Linked DNA regions of Zea mays: region 2 is linked to region 1. Evidence: chromatin contacts called from public Hi-C data. All regions are on one chromosome and are shown on one strand. Each heading gives the region's core, a stretch centred on a gene start, on an enhancer-like site or on the middle of the called end of the contact. The rest is flanking DNA. Distances are from core to core; before and after follow the strand shown.

The links. A called contact is a pair of places that touch in the nucleus more often than the background predicts.
Region 2: a contact with region 1 is called in a Hi-C map of endosperm, with 3 times the contacts expected there. The contact joins the promoter of LOC100278145 here to the promoter of LOC103629647 in region 1. A contact is called at or near these places in 5 of 25 Hi-C or Micro-C datasets (ear, endosperm, leaf and 1 more).

The regions. Positions count from the first base shown.
Region 1 is chr6:102,314,910-102,318,328 of Zm-B73-REFERENCE-NAM-5.0, forward strand. It overlaps LOC103629647 (twinkle homolog protein, chloroplastic/mitochondrial), which reads left to right and starts at 1,873. Exons shown (of 21, transcript XM_008650737.3): 1 at 1,873-2,391; 2 at 2,923-3,053; 3 at 3,348-3,403. The coding sequence starts at 1,965.
Region 2 is chr6:102,693,113-102,696,531 of Zm-B73-REFERENCE-NAM-5.0, forward strand. It overlaps LOC100278145, which reads right to left and starts at 1,711. Exons shown (of 16, transcript XM_008650739.3): 1 at 697-1,711. The coding sequence starts at 1,569. LOC100147735 (filamentation temperature-sensitive H 2B) reads right to left here. Exons shown (of 5, transcript NM_001127249.1): 5 at 2,845-3,349. The coding sequence ends at 3,005.

The sequences.
Region 1 (3,419 bases), core at 623-3,122:
CCAAGTCATATAGTTGACATATTCAAGCCCTCCCAACCACCTCTATTTATTGATCCATCCTATACACAAGATTTAGACCACTACAACCCACACAAGTGCCACAAAAGAGAGAGCAAGCAAAAGAAAGCTTCTCGTGTGAGTTTAGCTCTAGTGCCTTGTGAGATTCATTGAGAGAAAGTGTGTGCTACATCTTGCGTTCATTTGTGCGTGGAGTTTTGACTCCCATTGAACTTCCTCCAAAGTTTTGGAGGCTTGTAAAGCTAGCAAGAGACACCTAAGTGTGTGGTGATCCTTGCGGGGTCTTAAGTGATCCTTGAGAAGAAGAAGAGCTCGCCGATCTTTGGGATCGATAGAGAGAGGGAAATGGTTGAAAGAGACCCGTCCTTAGTGGACTCCTCAACGGGGACTAGGCCTTCAAGGGCCGAACCTCGGTAAAACAAATCACCCGTGTCCCTTGTGTTTATTGCTTGTGATTTGCTTGTTCTCTCCCTCTCTAAGTTCTCTTGCGCTACTCTTTGCTAATATCTTTTTGTGTTGCTTCAAGTTAAAACCACATTTAGAGAAGCAACTCCTTGCAAGAAAGAACTTGTGTTACTCTTCTTATCTAAGCCCTCTTGCATTATTCTCCACCAACATTCCTAGTAGTATTGTTATTGATTAAATTCCGCACTCTGAATACAATACTCATTGCAAGCAAAGGACTTAAGTTTATACTCCGGTAATTGTGAATCTTGTTCTAACCACTAATCAAGGGATCTAGTTTATATTTAGAATTATAATTTTCAGGTTTCGCCTATCCACCCCCTCTAGGTGACTTTCAACAACAATGGTGGAGGTAGTTTGGACTTCTAAAATTTTGAAGGGATATAAGGAAGCGTGAAATAATAAGGTCTCTTTTGGTAGGACTCTTTCAAGAGCTTCTTCAACAACTCTTTAAAAAATCTACTAAAGGGGAGATTGTTTGAAGAGCTCTTCCTAGAAAAGAGGGAATAACTCATTTTCTATGTATTTGTCTTCATCGACTCTATATCTTAGAAGAAACTTTAGGATGAGCTATATTTACAACCAAACAAGGTGTTTTCTAGAACTCTTTTGAAAATAAGGAGAAAATTGTTTTCTTAGAGAAGTAATAGACAACACTAAAGCTGGCATAGTAAGAGTTTGGGAGCCTAAGGTTGCCTCCAGCAAGGACCTGTATACGGTTCTGAACATTAAATATAACGTTTCTCGGCTTCCCCTCACCCTCCAACAACAACCGGGAAACAACCCTGTAAATTGTAGCGCTCCTCCAGAGTACTCTAAATGTAGCGGTTGCTGAAGCACGCGCTATATACGCAGTCACGATGGAAGCCACGAAGTAAAGCCGATACGGATACACCATCACAAAGCAAAAATTGATTGTTCATCACATTTCAAATTAATTTAAGCATTCAACGAATCTTTATTGACAAATACAAACATTTTTTGTTTCGAGCACCAAAAAATATATACAACATCGTTGAGTTCATTGTTCTCCTAATAAATATATGAATAAAAAATATTTTTAGATTCCAGAATTCGGTTTTCAACTACGTACTAGTATGATTTCGAAAAATATATAACTTTCAAAATAAAAAAAAACTTATTTTTTGTGTTACGTACATGAGTTCTAATTGTATTAATTTGTTAAAAAATTGAGTATATAGAGTATATTATTACTGTAGATATAGAAGATCAAATTTAGAGAACGTTATTGGAGATAGAGAAAATATAGAGGACAGAATGTTTTAAAGAGTTCTGTAAAGAACAAAGAATATTCTTTTAGAGGCATTTAGAGCTGCTCAGTCTAACACACAGGTGAAAGGCTCCTCATTTGTCACGTTCGTACCATTCGTCGCTGAACAGCGGGACCCGACCCTAAAGACACGGCGCAGAAACCCCGGAACGCCGCACGCGCGGCGGACGACGACGACGTTGAAGGCGAAATGAACAAAACCCTAAACCCCCCTTCCTACCCAATCTATCTTCCCCCGCCCCGCCTCTCCCTTTCTTCTTTACCAAGCCCCCCACACCCAAACCCCTCCTCCCCTGCTCTGCCTGCCCCATGTCCCCGCGCCTCTGACCAACCAGGCTGCCGGAACCCTACCCGGTGCCCCGTGATGCCCCCGCGGCCGTCGCTCCACTCTCTGCTCCTCATGGCCGCCTCCGCCGCCGCGGCCAGCGGGGACTCGGGCCCGCTCCTCGCTGCGCGCCGCCGTCTAGCTGCGACGGCCGCCGCAGGGGGGCACCGCATCCGGCTGCTCCACTCCTTCTCGCCGGGACGCGTCCCCAGGCGGCCTGAGGTGGTCTGCTGCGTGCGCAGCGCCCCCGACTCGCGGCGGTCGGCCCCCGCCCCCCCGTGCTCCAGGAACGGTAATGCGCTGTACCCGAGCTCTGGAGCACTCGTTGCCATGTGTCTGTCGTTTTTCAGTATATAAAAAGAACTTTGAGTGGCTTTGGCTTAGGAGCTAAGCACCCGGGGAAGTATGGTAATTTGCGTGGTCGATGTTTTATTTATTTCGCAGCCAATGGTTGTATCTTCGACCCTAGACAAGTGTTGAGTTTTCATGGTCCCGAGCGAGCTCACATTTGGAAAATGCTTCAAACGCAACTTCCTCCAATTGGAGATTTGGAATTTGTAGCAGAGCGGATCAATGCACGTGCTCAAATGATTTTAGAAATTTAAGTCGAATGGTGTTAGCCTGTTTGACGTATATAAATTAATTGGTGATATGCGCTGACTAGGCCTCAATTTCACTGTCTGTTCTCCTCTACTTAGGCTGCTATTTTTTATAATTTAATTATTTTCATTCTGCTTATAACAACTGGATGCAGAAGCACCTTTGTTTTTAAACCATTTAGTGTGTTTTTTTGCATTACAGTTCATTCGTTTTTGCATTACAGTTCTTTCGGCAAAAAACTACTCAACTGCTTCTGAGGAGAGGCTTGGGAAGATCATTCAGAAGTTGAAAAACGAAGGTATTAATCCCAAGCAGTGGAGACTTGGAAATTTTCAGCGCATGTTGTGTCCACAGGTATGGAGCATCTGTTTTTTACAACCTTGTGCTGCTTCCAGTTTACTGTCTATCCATGAATTATATCTTAGCTTTATAACCAAGTAATCTATCTGATTGAAGACATGAATGATAAGAAATTGTTACACAGAAATGACACATCTCTAAATCACCCATTCAAAATTACGTGAGTCAAGATAACATTTCAATTCACATGCAATACTGATGTATCATTTATTTTTAGTGATCCATTGCTTTGGATGTCGGGTTATCTGGTGACAAATAATGAAGTATAACTTTCCTTCTGTTTGCTAGTGCAATGGTGGATCTAGTGAGGAATTGAGTCTCAGTGTCTACATCCGAAAGGATGGGTGAGTTGTCCACACC
Region 2 (3,419 bases), core at 461-2,960, 380 kb after region 1:
ACAAGAGAAGAACCAATGCTTTGAACATATATGTGAAATCTGTCTTCATTACTTCTGAACCAGGTGCTTTCATATTTCGCATACTTTTTGAGGAAGTCTCTTTGGAGCCTACTAGATTGTCTTACTTGTTTTTTTATTTAAAGGAAAGATGCACCTAAATTTGCATAAATTAACGTCAATACTAGAAACAGCAATTTGCTTCTATTTGCCATGCAAGGACCTATTATAAGGTTAAGAAGAATGGCCTGTTTTCCCTAAACTGACCTTAGAAATAAGATTGCAAGACTAGATTATGCCATTTTATTCCTCTCGATGTTCCATCCTTACATCACCATCAACAGCCTTTCCACACATATCATACAATAAAAGGTCAACGATAGCCACCCCAATAATGCATCAGTATGGGATACACCACCCTTAATAAACACAACCCAGAGTTACTTGCCCCATGCACATCTTAACTAAATCACAGCTTGACAATTCATTCATGTAACAATAACAAATAAATGTCTTATCCCAAACCATCACACTTGAATTAAAACCATTGTAGAAGTTTATAACGAAATTGCAGATATGACTCCCAAATCTGGAGTTCACTTATGCAAATAAGGCATAGAATTGTGAAATGCAACCCCATAGTATTTGAAATCCATAATTGTCAGATTGTAGCAAAAGGCAGCATAGAGAGCATATTACCAGGGCCATTGCACCTTTCCCGAAGAATACCCCCATGAGACTTGCTCTCATCCGAGGCTCCAGTCTCATCCACCAATCCGCATATCCCTTCTCCCTCCAGAACGCGTTTGCAGCAAGCCCAGCCTTCTCCTTCGCACTCTTCCCAATTCTCACCGCCTTTCTCCCTCCAGCTGACCCACCCCCTGCCGCTGCCCACGACATTCGCAGTGCGATATCCAACCTATTGGCCAGAAACTCCTCGATCACGTAGTACCCCTTGGCATTAAGCCAGGGCAGCTCCGGGAAATCTTGACACGCCAGCGCGGCCAGGTCCACTTCCCCCTCCCCGCAGCAGAGGAACCTCCCGCCAGAGATCTCATCCATGGCTGCGACAAAGCCGTCGAGGTCAGCGACGAAGGCTTCGGCGACGGTGATCACGTCGGGGCGCCGCGACGATGCGGGCGACGAGGGGAAGAGGAGGGTGTTGGCGAAGAGGAGCGCCTGCGCCCGGGAGCTGGCGGCGGCGCGGGCGAGGAGGCCCCGGGAGAGGCGCGAGAGGACGGTTGGCTCCTCGGCTCCGCGCGCGGAGGTGGACGGGGACGAGGAGTGGAGCACGAAGAAGGAGGAGTGGCCGCGGAGGCGGAGCCGGCGGACCATGGAGAGCAGCGCGGCAGCCGCGGCGGGGGAGAGGAGGGAGGTGGCAGCCGCAGCGCGCGCGGCGGGGGAGAGGGAGGCGAGCCACCGGAGGATCGCAGCGCGCGGTGACGAGGAGGAGGTAGAGGCAGCAGCGGTGGCGGGGCTAGGGTTCGCGGCGGCGTGGTAGAGAGAGAGGTGCGCGGTGAGGGCGTCCATGAGCTCCTTCGTGGTGCGCGGCGCGGCGGCGGTGGAGGCCATGCTGGGGAGCGGCCGCGTCGGTGCCGGTGGTTGGTCGGGACTCGGGAATGGGGGAGGAGTGGCCGCTGTGGTGGGCCTGGGCGCTCTTCCGGTCTTGCTTGGTTTGCGGAGCAGCGGAGAGAGTTTTGCGTCGGAGTACTCCATCCCAAAATACATACGTATCACTTTCCAGATTTTATCTTACATTGTCCGTCCTAAATTAAAATTTATTTTATTAGTTAATAAATTTATTATTATTTGATGTATGTGTTTAATATGTGTCTAGATTTATCTTTATGCATTTAAATATAAACATTAAAAACAAAGAACTAAAATAACTACTATTTTTAGACAGAGATAATATTATATTTACTTATTAATATATTTAATATCTTCTATACTATTCTATCAAAAATCTAATGTAGGCACGTGCTACCACGACTTCACACTCCCCACACCAGTGTCCACAAAAAATAGTGCAGAACGAGTAATCGAACTCATACACATCTATGCACAAAAATTTAGAGCTAACCACCATACCACAAATAACTTAATGTTTATAGATAAATAAAAATTATATTTGTAGTCTAAACGTTGCTTCTCACACTCTCTTTGTCTCGTGGTAACGCAAGGGTACATTCCTAGTGGTAACGCAAGGGCACATTCCTAATTATCTAATACGTATCTATCTCTATTTTTAAAGAATATTTTAGTTTTCTATATTCTATCTTCTCTATTGATCTCAGTAAGCAAACGTTGAAGTGCTATGGAGCTGAGCGAGTACGTATATTTCTTAGCTTTTGCACGTGAAGACCCGTATGCTTTTTGCTAATTTGCCGTACAGTGACGACACTGACAGGTGTGACTGTGTTGTCATTCTTTATAATCTGTTGGCGACAGTTCTGGTTTACGCTTTATTCCTTTTTATTTACCGGCTTGTCGTTGCTCTAGAATGAGGTCGGTTACATTCGTAGTAGCATAACCAACGCATATTCTCGACTCATTGGCTGCGCCGGTGAGGCGTATAGCTTTTTAGGATGATCAAAACCAATTGACAAGCAAATTTGGGAATGGGATCACACCTGGCTAATAACGAGGTGTAATTTTGCTGGTTAGATTTGCATTTTAAAAATGTGGCAACTTGCTGATCCCGATCCCATCAGTTCCAAAAACAAAATGGCAAGTTCTTAATTAGAACATATAGTTTTATGAAGTAGGAACCGTGGAACATATAGCAAGAGATTTCGCTCGCCAGAAGCGAAGCTACAAACTGAAAATGTTGCGCCAGGCCTATTATTTTAATCTAATTACATTTTACTATTAATTCACCATGAGTAAGTTACATCTTACATGTCGTGTACCGAAAATCCGGCAGATTTAGTAGAGTTAGTGTACACCAAGAATCCAAAATATGAACACCATACAACAAGAAAATCCTCCCCTACAAGGCTAGGGTTTAGGCTGGGAGCGCGGCCGCCGGTGTGGCTGGGGGAACCCGGTTCTCAACAGGGATCTCGGCAAACTCAGAAAGGATCGCCCGGAACTCGTCTCCGGTCACTGTCTCCTTCTCAATGAGCACCTCAACGATTTTGTCAATGGCCTCCCTGTTGTTTCTAATGTGCCTCAAAGCGATCTCGTAGGCCTCATCCGACAACTGCTTCACGGCCGAATCAATGTCCTCCGCGAGCTTCTCTGACATGGAGTTCCTTGCCATCATTCTCATGATGACGTCCCCACTCTGCGCTCCACCCTCCATCAGAGACCATGGACCAATTTCAGACATACCGAATGTCACAACCATCTGCAGAACCATTGTGATCTCAGTACAGTTGACAAAGATCGGTAGTAGTAAAGCATTGAGACAAGATATC